Linked DNA regions of Arachis hypogaea: region 2 is linked to region 1. The links are chromatin contacts, called in public Hi-C maps. All regions are on one chromosome and are shown on one strand. Each heading gives the region's core, a stretch centred on a gene start, on an enhancer-like site or on the middle of the called end of the contact. The rest is flanking DNA. Distances are from core to core; before and after follow the strand shown.

The links. Hi-C and Micro-C count contacts between places; a contact is called where the count stands out from the background.
Region 2: a contact with region 1 is called in a Hi-C map of leaf, with 1.8 times the contacts expected there. The contact joins the promoter of LOC112697097 here to the promoter of LOC112697090 in region 1. A contact is called at or near these places in 2 of 8 Hi-C or Micro-C datasets (both in leaf).

The regions. Positions count from the first base shown.
Region 1 is chr6:98,614,385-98,621,654 of arahy.Tifrunner.gnm2.J5K5, forward strand. It overlaps LOC112697090 (cytochrome b-c1 complex subunit Rieske-4, mitochondrial-like), which reads left to right and starts at 4,217. Exons shown (of 2, transcript XM_025750094.3): 1 at 4,217-4,466; 2 at 6,295-7,223. The coding sequence starts at 4,304. The coding sequence ends at 6,938.
Region 2 is chr6:98,818,018-98,825,287 of arahy.Tifrunner.gnm2.J5K5, forward strand. It overlaps LOC112697097 (histone-lysine N-methyltransferase, H3 lysine-9 specific SUVH4), which reads left to right and starts at 4,145. Exons shown (of 16, transcript XM_025750104.3): 1 at 4,145-4,419; 2 at 4,542-5,154; 3 at 5,342-5,416; 4 at 5,970-6,032; 5 at 6,453-6,507; 6 at 6,693-6,802; 7 at 6,904-7,077. The coding sequence starts at 4,624.

The DNA.
Region 1 (7,270 bases), core at 2,967-5,466:
TTCAGTCTTCTTTAACCCTTCAAGCATATTCAGATGTTGATTGGGCTGATGACTTCACTAATCATTGCTTACTACTGGCTATTATTTGCTTTTCGGTGACTCTCTAATCACCTAACGTGCCAAGAAATAAACTTTTACCGCTCGATCAAGCACAGAAGCAAAATATTGTAACAACCTTCTTTTTTTTAAAATTATAAATAAATAAATAATTTCAATTTCACGGATAATTTTATCTATTACCCTCTTTACAATATCCTAGAGATATTCTAGAACTGGGATTATAATTAATGCCAATCAAAGTCAAACCAGGTTAATTAATTAGTTTCACAGAAAATCGTAAAAACTTGTTAGTGAAAATTTACTACCTTGGTTTTTTTCTTCTCCAAAAAAAATTTCCAACCACTCATTCCTAAAAACTACCTTCTTAATTAAATCTGGTTTTTTCCTTCTCCAAGAAAAATTTCCAACCACTCATTCCTAAAAACTACCTTCTTAATTAAATCTTGTCCACTCATATTTTACCATGAGGTAAAATACTTCCTTAAGACTCACTTAAACCTAATATACTATTCTTAAACATCTCTCTCTCTCTCTCTCTCTAATTAATTAATTTCTCTCTCTCTCTCTCTAATTAATTAATTTTTTACATTAGAAAATTACTAAGGATAAGGTTATCCACTAAGCGATGACTAGAATTCTTAAATTGTCATTAATTCTCATAAGACATAAACTCTTTCTCCACCATTCTCATATTTTTTTATTTCACACCACTCTAAACAAAATTAGTAAGTGAGAGAAGAAAGAAAATATAAAGAGAAAAGTGAGAAGAGGTCGAAGCCTTAAGTGAGAAAAAAAGAGAAAACTAGCTTTGTTTCATGCATTCCTACACCACTATATCAAGGAGCACTTCACATTTCTTAAAGGATCAAGGACAAAAGGGCCCTTCAATAATCATTATATTGTGTCCTAAAGAGAAACGTAAACCCCAAAGTGCTTAAGGGCTGCCTAGTAGTGTGAAATTCTATACCGTTTAGCCAGTAATTGTATGGCATAGGTCGCCCACCATATGAAGAGTTTTTCAACTGTATTCATATTAAGGGCTATATGCCAAGTGCCATGACTGTATACAAAAGGACAATTCTCGTGAGGCACATATCCTGATTGTATGCAGTTGAGTGACCATATCTGGATTTAGGGTTGAGTAACGTTGAGTTGTGTGTAGTCAACTGACGCATGAGCTCATGGCCTGCGATAGGAACAAATTCGCATCATATCTTATTGTGCATTCTCTTGCTGACTGAAATTACGTGCTTGTGTTTGCTAATTATATTCTGTTATCTACTTGATTTACTGCTTGTATGTGTCCTTTATCGGAATGACCTCAATAAACGTAGACTTAGTATGTAAATGTTTAATTTTTCACAAAATCGAGACTTAGTATGAAATCTCTCTATTTTCTGTATTAGCTTGCTGGAAATCTTTGGTTCTCACCCACCTTCTTTCCCACTCTGCAAATGGGATCAAGAATCATCTTCTTTGAGGTCTCTGCACCGTACTACTACTTGGACCTCCTATGGGGTGGGACAACCATATGGAACGATGTTCACTCCTGCCCATATGTTCTTTTTGAGAGACCTTTCTCTCACTCTCTTTTTAGTCAGAAGTTTGATCCTGATGTGCCGTACGATTTTCTACTGTTTGAGCTACATCCGAGAGGTTTTAACTTCTCTTTTCCTCCTCAGTCACTATACTTGATGGAGCTCGAGCCAGAGTCTTCTTTCGATATGCGGTCCATATATCCCGAGTGATTCGATGCAGTGCTAGAATCAATGATATCAGTGAAACTTGTGATGGATTATTAGCTATTAGATCACATTGTATGAAACTTAGCCTTCCGACACTTATGTGATATATTTATCTATACGTTTTTGTTTTTATCATGAATATGTTATATGCTTAACTATTGTACTAATATCAATAGACTTGGTTTACTTATTATTATAACGCATGCTGCAGGCTCACTCATATTAATATAACTAATATATAGTCTAAGAGTCTTAAAGTCAACTAAATAGTAATACTTAATGACTATCATTAGTCATGACATGCTGAAAATTAGATCGTTTTAAATATCGTGCTCTAATTGACACTTCTATTATTATCTTTTACAATAGTTTTAAACATGAACTTTTTATTTGACATTTTTTATTTAGTTGTTTCTTCTATTCAGCTTTTTTTTTTTGTAGCTAACTTAGTGCTAGTTTGGATTAGTTTTTTTAATAAAAAAGTACCTTTTTTTAAATAAAATACTTTTATTCAATTTAAAACCTATTTGGATACATCTTTTAAACAAAGTATTTTTATTAAAAAAGCAAATTAATTACTTTTTCTAAAAGCTAGCAATACCTTATTTTTAAAAAAAAGCAAAAGACGTTTAGGGCTTGTTTGGGTGAACTTCTAAAATTTTTTTTTTGAGTTCTCTTTTTTTAAAAGATCTTTTCATCTATCAATTATGTTTGGGTATAACAATATAAAAGTACTTTTTGTTTATTTATTACATGAAAAATATCTTTTTTTAAAGAAAAAAGATCTTTTAAAAAAAAGATGTAAATTACAGCTTCTCAAAAAAGATGTTTTTTATTTTTATTTTTCTAATACTTTTACTTTTACTACTAGAAATTTGCCAAACACGCTAAAAAATAAAAAAGACATTTTTTCATTGAAAAAAGATATTTTTTTTAATCAAGATAATAGCACCCAAACAAACACTTAATACTTAAAAGCTCTTTTTAAAAAGTTATGATACATGGACACCGACACGGATATGGGACGCGGACACACAAATTTTAAAATATTATAAGACACGGGAACAGGACATATATATAAAATATAAAGTATTTTTTGGATAAATTACAATGGTATTTTCATATTTTATTAATATTAAAAAATAAAATAACTTTTTAACTGTTTTTAATGTCTTCTTTTAGCTATATAAAGTATTTAAAATATTTTTTATTTTAATAAATAATAATATATATTATTTCTAAACTCATTTTAAGAATACATGTTAAGAATAAAGCTGTATACGCTAACACGTGATGGTATTTAAGTGTGTTTAAGTATATCTGAAAAAAACTTTTTTATTTTTTATGAAAACATAATTGAATATAGCAGACATGTGTATCGAATGAGTATCGATGAACGTAATGTTCGAAGTGTGCCCGATATATAAACACAATAACTCAACGCCATACTTCATAGTTAAAAAATTATCTATATATAAAATAATTTTTATCTATTAAATTTTTTTTTAAAAAAGAGTAAATACTCAATGCGGTCCTTGTCCATTTTTACAAAGTACAAAGCGACCTCTATAAAAAAAGAAACATTTCGATCCTCAACCTTTTTATTTTGGGACAATACGATCTCTCTGTTAAAAAAAATTATTAAATAATAATAAAAATTAGTTTGGTGGGAGGTTTTAAATCCCCACAAAATTCTTTTTAACAATATAACTACTTACTACCAGAACTAGTATTATCTTCTTCATCTTCATTATTATCACTCCTACTTTTATTATTTTTATTGTGTAACTATACTTTATCATTATCATTATCTCTTTTACCGTCATCATCACTAATACTAATATTATCAACATCAAAGTTTTCTTCTTTCATTTTTTATTTTTCAATTATAATGGAAAAAGAAAATAGTGAAAGACAAGATTATTCAACATTAAAATTTGTGAGACCGAATAAAAAATTTATTCTTTAGTTCACGTGACTAGATTAATCACATTATAATTCTATCTTTTTAAAAGAAAAAAATAACATTAAATAAAAAATAAAAGAGGAGAACTTTAATGTTAACAATATTAGTATTAGTAATGATGACAATAGAAGAAATAATGATGATGATAAAATATAGTTATAGAATAAAAATAATAGAAGTATGAGTGATAATAACGAGGATAAAGAAGATAGTAGTAGTAGTAATAATTAATTTTTATTATTATTTAATAAATTTTTTAACAGAAAGATCGTATTATCTCAAAATTAAAAAAATTAAGAATCGAAGTGTCTTTTTTTTAAACAAAAACCGCTTTATCGTTCAAAAAAATGGACAAAACTAATTAAATGTTTACTCTTTAAAAAAATAAAAAAATAAGTAATTTTCTCATAACCAATCCAAACTAACCATTATTAAATCCCAAATCATGGGGACCCATCGCCTCTTTCCACAGAATAGAGGCAGCAAAAGTGAAAAGGGAGGAAATCAGTAGAAAAAAAAGAATCGCAGGAAGATGTTGAGGGTTGCAGCAAAGAGGTTGTCTTCTCTGTCATCGTCTTCATGGAGAGCTAACCATGCCGCCTCTGCCTTCGTCTCTCGGAACCCCATCGCCCCTCACTATGACTCCCACGATCGCGGATCCGCTCCCCAACCCCAATTCTTTCTCCCATTCCGAGGTTAGGGTTTTCTCCCTCTTTCCCTTTCCCTTTCCATATACATTTTTGTTTCAGCTCCAAATCAAAAGAGACCAGACAAGTTGATTTGTGATTATTTCTGCCCCGTGCCCTTGATTTGATGCTTTTGTCTGTTCGGTATGTTTATGTGCTTATGCGCCAACCTGATTTTATTGTTATTCGCCATATCGTAGTATCGGTAGTTGCTTTACGCAAATCATTTAACTCGTTCTTGGTTGGTGTCTAGATTCGAAGTTTATGTATTGTGAGCGTGTTTTTTGCTGATTGCAATCGGACATTTGTTTGGGATTTGGGGGGTGGTAGTGATTGTTGGTGGTGGTGTTCTTCTACACGTGCTATTTTGTGCCCAAAGAACAGAAGGATAAAAGATGGCGTTGAATAGTGCTCGTATTTTTCTTCTTTTGGAATTTTGAATTTTGATTTCAGGGCAGCGAGACATGTCTTGCATAGAATTTAAATCCACCGAGCATTTGAACTATCATGTTGTGTTGAAAATATCTTCTTACCAAAAGCTTTTCAAGAGTGTTATATTGAGTGAATATATAAGTAGCAAAATTTGCCCAAGTCTAGTATGCTGTTCTTCTGAAGTATAACAGATTATGCTTCATTGTTGGTTTTGTTGTTATTATACATCATTTCTAGTGGAAACTAGAGTGACACATTTAGTTGTAATATAGGCTCTGGATATATTAAAAACATCAAGTGACATGAATGTATAAGAGATTGCATTACCAATGAAAAATTATGGAAGTATAGAACATACCAACTGGGGAGCTTTCTTTCTAAAATCGAGAGTAGCTTGTACATGAACTACAATCTTAAACAAATTACTCCCAGACTGTGTATACATCTATTTGTGCTGCTAATAACTAGTAAATTCCATTTCTAATTCTGAACTTTATGTAATTCAAATCATGCAGTTGAGTGTTTGTGCTCTGATTGGGGCTTGATTATCTTCATGATTGTTATATGTGTATGCTGTAAGGTATTTGTTTGTGCCATTCTATGATCTACCCTTCCTATATCACTAGTTCAATAGTTCTCAAGAGATTGTTTATTCAAGAATTTCATTATTCATAAGTTTAGGCTTCCCCAGAACTGATCCAATAGTACATAACCAAATTGTGTTCCATCTTATGATTTGCCCTTCCTGTATCAGTATATCACTAGTTGAATAGTTCACAAGAGATTGTTTAATCAATAATTTCTGTTATTGTTGAGTTAGGCGTCCCCATAACTGCTTCAATAATTCATAATGAAATTGGCTGCCATCCTATTATTTGCCCCTCCGATATCACTAGTTCAATAGCTCACAAAAGGTTGTTTATTCAAGAGTTCTGTTAATCATAAGTTAGGCTTCCGTGGAACTGTTTCTGTGGTTCAATAATTCATAATGAAAGCGTGTTATTCACTTACAAATATTAAAAGGTATAAAAATAAAAAGAAAAGAAAAGGAGAAAGAAAGAAAAGGTCATTAGTGAAGCTGATTGAGATTGATTGGTAAATATTATGTAGTTTATTATTTGACTGAGTATTGTGCTTTCAATTGTGCATGTGTTGAATTTTAAAGTGTGTGCAAAAAGATAAGTGAATTTTGGGCATCTATTCCCGGTACCAGTAAGGACAGTACCCAGTGCCATTGTGACAATATGGTTATGGCAACCATTTAGCAGTACCATGTACCCGTCACAGTTTGGGTTTTGCTATAGTTATTGAAGGCTTGCCTTCTTTTTTATTTTCCAGGGTTTGGTTTATTAACATCTTAGCCAAATTAATGCGACTCGATAATTTATTTTCAATCTGTACCCAGGTTTTGCTACTGGATTGCCAGTCCATGCAAACGAAAACAGCATTATTCCTGAAATTCCAGCAACTGTCGCTGCTGTAAAAAACCCTTCCTCTAAGATCGTATACGATGAACACAATCATGAACGATATCCTCCTGGTGACCCAAGCAAGAGGGCATTTGCCTACTTTGTCCTAACAGGTGGCAGATTTGTCTATGCCTCTCTGGTGCGTCTCCTTATTCTCAAGTTTGTGCTCAGTATGTCGGCGAGTAAGGATGTTCTTGCTCTGGCTTCACTTGAAGTTGATCTCTCCAGCATTGAGCCAGGCACCACTGTGACTGTTAAGTGGCGTGGAAAGCCTGTGTTCATCAGGCATAGGACGGAAGATGATATTAAGCTGGCAAACAGTGTTGACGTTGGATCTCTTCGCGATCCCCAGCAGGATGCGGAGAGAGTCAAGAACCCTGAGTGGCTCATTGTGATTGGGGTTTGCACACATTTGGGTTGTATCCCCTTGCCAAATGCTGGTGACTTTGGTGGCTGGTTTTGCCCCTGTCATGGTTCACATTATGATATATCTGGCAGAATTAGGAAGGGACCAGCGCCATACAATCTGGAGGTACCAACATATACTTTCTTGGAAGAGAACAAGTTGCTAATTGGTTGAAAGACACAGGATACTACCTACTGAACCGGTTTACAATAATTTTTTTAATTTATTTGATAATGTCGAAATGCGGCGTGGATATCTCTTCTTCTCGAGTACTTATTTGGTTTGTTTAGCAAGTGTTTATGCAGCACAGAGATTTCTGTTTCTGTCATATGCTTGCCTTTTTGCTTGTCATATGCTTTCATTAGTTGATGATTTCAGGAGCTTTGTATAATTATAAAATTCTGCTGAAGCAGTAAAATTTAAGGATTTTGACTAATGCGAATCAAGTTCTTTTAGTCACTGTATCGTAATGATTTTTGAGGTAAGTTGTTCCATAGTTTTTTTTT
Region 2 (7,270 bases), core at 2,895-5,394, 200 kb after region 1:
GTTTCTCTGACATGCCTCTACACTCTTAAGATATAGTACCCGTCACACTCTCGGAATATAATGTCCGTCGCATTTTCCGGGATAAAGTGTTCCCATACTCTTGGGATATAATGTCGGCCATACTCATGGGATATAGTCCCTGACACACTTCCCAGGGTAAAATACTCCCACACTCTTGGGATATAGTGTCCATCACACTTATAGAATATAGTGTCCGACACACCTTACAAATAGAGAGAAAACATAAACATACTCATCCTCAATCATGTCCCATTTATCATATTCATTCAATATTAATCAATCATCATCAAGTTAGCCTTCATTCATAATAGTCTCAATATTCCGCACTTCCTCAATCAACCAACCCTTCATTATTTCAGTTAACACTTCACAAAACTCTTCCAAATGTCTTATCCTTCGTATTTAACGAACTCATCCTTATTCTAAGGCTTAAAAACTTACTAACGGACCTTAAACAAGTGTAAGCGAGGTTCAAAAAGATAGAGCATTGACTTAACATTCAAAAATATCATTTTTGGCTAAAATATGGGGCTTGCGTATGCGAGACTGTGTCCGCATACGCGAGATTGCAAAACAATGGGGAGTGATTGCATCGCGTATATTGTTGGTGCACGAAATTGTTATCACGAGGCATGACTTCAAGAACTTGGTGCACAATACCATGATTCACACGTCTCTTCACAACTTCGCACAGCTGACCAGCAAGTGCACTGGGTCGTCCAAGTAATATCTTACGTGAGTAAGAGTCGATCTCACGGAGATTGTCGGCTTGAAGCAAGCTATGGTCATCTTATAAATCTCAGTCAGGCGGATTCAGATGGTTATAGAGTTTTGATAATTAAAAGATAAATAAACATAAAATAAAGATAGAGATACTTATGTAATTCATTGGTGGGAATTTCAGATAAGCGTATGGAGATGCGTTCTTCCTTCTGAATCTCTACTTTCCTACTGTTTTCATTCAATCATTCATACTCCTTTCCATGGCAAGCTGTATGTTGGGGATCATCGTTATCAATGGATACCTCCCGTCCTCTCAATGAAAATAGTCCTCTACGATTTCTGTACGACTAATCAACTGTCAGATTTCTCGTCTCGGATGAAAAATACCAGGCACAGCTACCGCATGGCTAATCATTCGATTAGTTTATTTCAATAAAAAATTCTTAGGATTCAATAGAAAAATCTTAATAGCTAATCTTAGAGATTGATCTAAGATTTTAATTTATGAACTAATTGATGAAGATAAAATTAGATAAGCTTATTTGAAAAAAGAGTTATCAACTAAAATTTTTTTGCAAACATATATCATGAAATTTCTATTTAAAAATTTAATGTTGTTTGGTTTGATATATTTTGAATTTATATTTAATTTATATGTGATGAAAAATATATTGAGAGTTGTTAATAAATTGTCTCAACCATCATAAAGAAGTGAGCAATAAATTATAAATATCATGACGTTGATTAAAGTGGCCAAGTAATAATTACAAAGTATAAATGATAGTTGACATCATGGACAAAACTGTGTGTTGCTAAAACAGCGGTGGCCTCCCCCAAAATTGTAATTAATTATGAAAATTTGGAGTTAATATTCAGTTCCTGAATTTTGTATATAAACTTTAATTTAATTTTTAAAATTTTAATTGTTTTTTATATGATTTTTAAATTTTATAAATATACTTCACATTAGTTTTTAGGATGATTTCAGTACAAAAATATTAATGAAGCGATATATACAGTTAGATACTATGTTAAAATTGATAAAAATATAGTTTTAATTTTGACATTTAAATAATCTAAATACGATGTTATATCACTTATTTTGTTAGATAATTAAAATTTTAATAAACACTACTTAAATATTATTTTTGAATTATTTGAGTGTTAAAATTAAAACGACATTATTTTATAGAATCTAATATGACATTCAACTGTTTACCACAATATTCTGTTATTGTCTGTATGTTAAAAAATGTTTTAAAAATTAACATAAATTATGTTCGTAAAGTTTAAAAACTAAATAAAAATAATTAAATTTTTAAAAAATAAATTAAGGCTCATATATAAATTTAAAGACAAAATTGAATATTACTTTGAGAATTTGGTTATTCTTTTAAACTGTTGCCTCGTTACCAAATTTTTAATTCATTAATAAATATATAGACATTTTTAATTAAAGGTATTGAAAATAAAGGGGTTGGAGGTTAATTACTCCAAAAAAAAATCCTAAACTGCTTCTCTTTTCAAATTTTATTGGTTAGTTTTTTATTTGAATGAGACTCTTATTTATTTTTAAAATAAAAATTAAGTTAGTTTATAAGTAAAAAATATTTTAAACACAAGTTTTTTTATTATTATATTTTTTTAATTTGCCATATATCAGTATATATTATACAAAGGTTATATCATATACAAAAGTTTTTTAACAACACATTTTGAAAAAAATTTAAAATAATTTAATTACTCAAATATACTTTCTAATAGTTTTTTCTCATCCTCTAATTGATGACTATTATTTTTCCTTCGCATAAGATTTGACCACCTTCAAATATGGCCTAACTTTGTCCTGGTTGACCTCTTTTGCTCAATGAAATTTTATTATTTTCTGATAGTCATTAGAATATTTATGTTTTAAATACAGATAATATATTTATAATACAAAGAAGATTAAGATACAAAATTCAAAAAATCTCAAACTTGTACCATTTTTAAATTAAGTTATTTTATCAAGTGGTTGTTAATAACTTTAAGAATTTAATAATTATTTTACAAAAATAAATACCGAGTTACTTTTTTCATAATTTGTTTAAATCCAAATAATTTATTTTCTGCATTTGATAAAAAAATTGATTTATTTAGTTGAATTTTATCCATGTGAATTTTCTTTTTCTCACTTTTGATATCTGATAGTCAAATTAAGAATTTTGTATTATATATGTATTTTAATAATCAACTCTAAATCATAAAAGAGATTAATAAAATATCTCAATAATTTGTTGAAATAATAAAGCATATTATTTATTTATGAGTGTTTCTCCTATTAAAATTAGTTTTGATCAGAAAAAGTTAATTTCGTAATCAAATGCAAAATGTGTGGTTGCATAATGTTTAGTGACATACATATAAAAAAAGAGAAATTTTTTTTAACATGAGAAGAATTGTAAAATATTAAAGTAAGTAGTTAATTACTATTAAATTTATAATTTTCACTATCTTAGTTTAAGGGTAATCTTCACTTTTTTACTTGATTAATTTTCTCATTTTAGAAGAAGAAAGAGAAATATCTAATATTGATAATAAACAATTTTTTGATATTTTAAAAATATAGAAATAAAAAGTAGATAAATATCTCTAAGATTGGAACATATAAAGAAAGTTGATTAATGTGTTTTTTTTTTTTACTTTTAACAATTAATATGTATTTAATTTTATGATTTAAGATTAATATATTTTTGATAGAAAGATGAATATCTAGAGTGTTTTTCAAATGCGATATTTTCAAATAAAATATTTAAAAAAGTTTATTCATATGCTAAATGCTTGTACAATTAATTTTATTATCTAATAATATATAAAAAATTAATTTGTTAACAATTTTCTAAGAACATTGGAGTAACTAAAAGATTAATATAATATAATAGGGTAAACTAATAAGAATGTACTTGAATTATTTTGTTATTAATAAAAATATTTTTAAAATTTATTATTAATAAAAATATCTTTAAATTATTTAAAAATATAATAAAAATACACTTTTATAAACTGAAATATTTTATATTAATAAAAAAAGAATAATGTGTCAATTAGAGAATATCAGAATCTCATTTATTATATAAAATATTCTGTTAGTCAGTCACATTTTTTTTTTATTAAAAAAGCATGTCTTTGACAATGACTGATATTTTTAAATTATTTACGAATATTTTTACTAATAATAAAATTCAAAATATTTTTATCAGTGATAAAATAATTCTAATGCATTTTTGTTGTTTTACGCTAAATGTAATGTAATAAGTAATAAGTAATAACAAAAACAAAAACAATAATAAATATTGAATCATTTTGTCTTATTATTTCCGAATCGTATATTTCAAACACGCGTTACCATTCGTGTGTGCTTACGAGGAGGGAAATCAAAGTCCGAAGCGGGAATCCAAAAGGCAACCAAAAGAAAAATAACCAAAAGAAAAAAAAAAACAAATAAAATTAATTTGAAAAAGAATTTCAAGAGTCCACAGTCCACTCTAGTTCTCGGACAGTGGAGCCTATTATTAATAACACGGGACGAAACATTGCGTCTTCTCGTTTTCTCTCTCCCTTGACAACACTCTCTCTGCATTCTCTCTTTCCTTCTCCCCAAACCCTAGGAGCTTCTAATCCAAGCTACACTTCGAGGTTTTTCGCTCATTTCGTAAAATCTTCAATGGTTTCGGTGTTTATCTTCTCGATCACTGCTCTGAGTTTCTTGCATTTCGGTATTGATTTTAGTTTTTCTCGTTTTCATTTCTGTCTTGCAGATTTGCATGCTTGCAGGTTGAAGGTGCAGTTGCGCTTATTCAGAACTCAATCGTGCTCGGCGGCGTTTATTCTCAATATTCGATGGTTCCGAAGACGGAAAAGAGCTCTGATTTCGAAATGCCGGCGAGGAACAGTGACGAAACGGTAGAGAAGAAGAACGTGGCGAAGGACATGTCGGTGCAGCGCAGAGCCAGTGCGAGAATCCAAGCGGCGAAGCAGAAGGCCGAGGAGGAGCTTCATGCTCGCCGTGGAGCGGTGGTAGTAGAAGAAGAGAAAGAAAAAGAGGAGAAACGTGTGAAAGTGGCGAAGAAGTGGAGCAAGAAGCGCGTGAGGAATGGGGAGTACTTGGGAGAGGGAGAGGTTGTTGTTGGCGTTGCTTCCCCAAAGAAGGGGAACAATGGCAGCGGAAACGAGGATGGTGTTGGCGAGGGAGAGGGAGGTGTTGCTTCTTCCTTGGCGAAGAAGCCGAATAGGCGCCCGTTTATGCAGGATCAAAATGGAGTAGGGGATTCTGAGAATGCTGTGGCTAATTCTGCTGAAAATAAAGGAGCTGCCTTAAGGGTGAAGGAGACTATTAGGGTCTACAACAAGCATTACCTTCATTTTGTTCAGGTTAGTTCTATTGGTTCTGAATTTGCTGCTGCTGATTTTGTTGCTTCTCTGTTGTTTGCATTTGTGTGGGTAATGGTGAATTCCGGTAGAAATATTATAATTTGCTTGTAGCTGCTTTCATTTTAGTTTGTTAGAGGAATAGTCAGTGGTAATAGCTCTTGTTTGAGCATCTTTTTGGTATTTACAGGAGGAAGAGAAGAGGTGTGGGAAAGCGAAGGCTGAATCTGAAGCTGCTAAGAAGTCAAAGTCTTCAAAATCGAAGGTTGGATTCTCGTTAATCACTTGTTACTTGTGGATTCTCTTATCTATCTGAGTCCCTGGTTTCATGGCGGACATAGGTTGTTTGCAAACAATGATAACAATAGTCCTTTAAGTTAAAGAGGAATGCTAGAGGGATAGTAGAATTTATTGTTTTTAGCCATTAATTAGTAATCAATGTTTAAAAGTATGGTATAAAATATGTTGTTGAATTACTAGACTAAAGGAACTAGACTAAAGGGATTGAGTTGATGACTAAGTGATGGCAAAAAACAATTTCTGATGGTCCCCTAGCATTTTTCTAAGTTAAATTCAATATGTTAGAGAATAATTTGAATATGATACTAGTGACTGATTTTTCTAACAGGAATAAACTTATTTGACCAAAAAAAGTGTTGCTCACTAAAATGAGAATGGTAATCTTTTAAACATCAGAATTCCATGGATCAATTTGAGGGTTTACTTTATCATTGTCCTATTCCTGGTATACTTAATTAAATCTGAATGCTTTACTGAATTCTTTTAATGTGATAAATTTGACATGTTTATCTGTATAGAAAGCGGGACCACTTGAAGTTAAGAAAACTCATCAGCGACCTGATCTAAAGGCACTATCCATGGTAAGTCAGAATTCAGTGACTTGATTGTTTTTTATTGACATCTTAATTTAAGTATAATGACATTATATTGAAATATGATGATCTAGTATAAAAATTGCCTTCTTGATTTCATCAATAACATGGCATTAGAGCTAGCTTTTATTCGTCTCTTGTTTGTAGTAGTTGTGTTTTTCGTTTTTTCATTTTATTTAAATTGTTGCCTTATATGGTTCCAGTTCTTTTATTTCTAGTGCCTCTTCCCCCTTTTCTGCATTATAGATGCCAAAAGTTGTTTTCTTTCTCCAAGTGATTTATCATGTTGGGTTTTATTACTAAGTTGGAACGATGCTTGGTTTTGATTAAACGATATTGATTAAATTTTACTGTGCAATCCTACATCTTATTTTTTGACATTACCTTGAAAATTGGGATTTTCGGCAGATGATGACGAATAATGAGATTTTGTACCCCGAGAAAAGAATTGGTGACCTTCCAGGTTTGTGGTTTTGTCTTCTTGTGTTTTCATGTCTTTTGTCATTTGCCATAATAACAGTGTTATTTTTTATTTTCTATGTATCAAACCAGGTAGGAGTTATTTCTTATAAGTCATTGATTATCATAATTTCCTATTGTGATTACTTCCTTATTTTGATATGGGTTGAACTTTTCTATTAATGTCAGGTATTGAAGCTGGACATCAGTTCTTTTCTCGAGGTGAAATGGTTGCTGTTGGTTTTCATAGTCATTGGTTAAATGGGATTGATTATATGGGCAAATCCTATGGCAAAGTGGTACTTTATTTTCATTGTGCTGTTCTCTTTGTTTGTGTGTAGAATATGAAGGTTACACACACCTTATGTTTTGTTTTGTTTTCACCTCTTGGTTGCCACAGAACAGCATTTATGAATACCCTATTGCCGTGGCCATTGTTTTGTCGGGCCAGTATGAAGATGATGTTGATAATGCTGATGATGTTGTGTATACTGGTCAAGGTGGGCATAACTTGACAGGTGATAAGCGCCAAATCAACGACCAAAAGTTGGAGCGGGGTAACTTAGCACTCAAGGTGTGCTTTTTTTTTTTTAAATCTCTTGGAACATTTAACCCATGGTAATTTCTTGTTTCTTCTATGTGGTTGATTTGTTTATTTTATTTGGCTTTGTTAGAGGAAGGGTATGGAAGGCTATACCTTATATAAATGTTTTGTTTGCTTTGCTTTTGTATAGGGGAACTCTTATCCCCAGTTTCCAGTTTGTGTT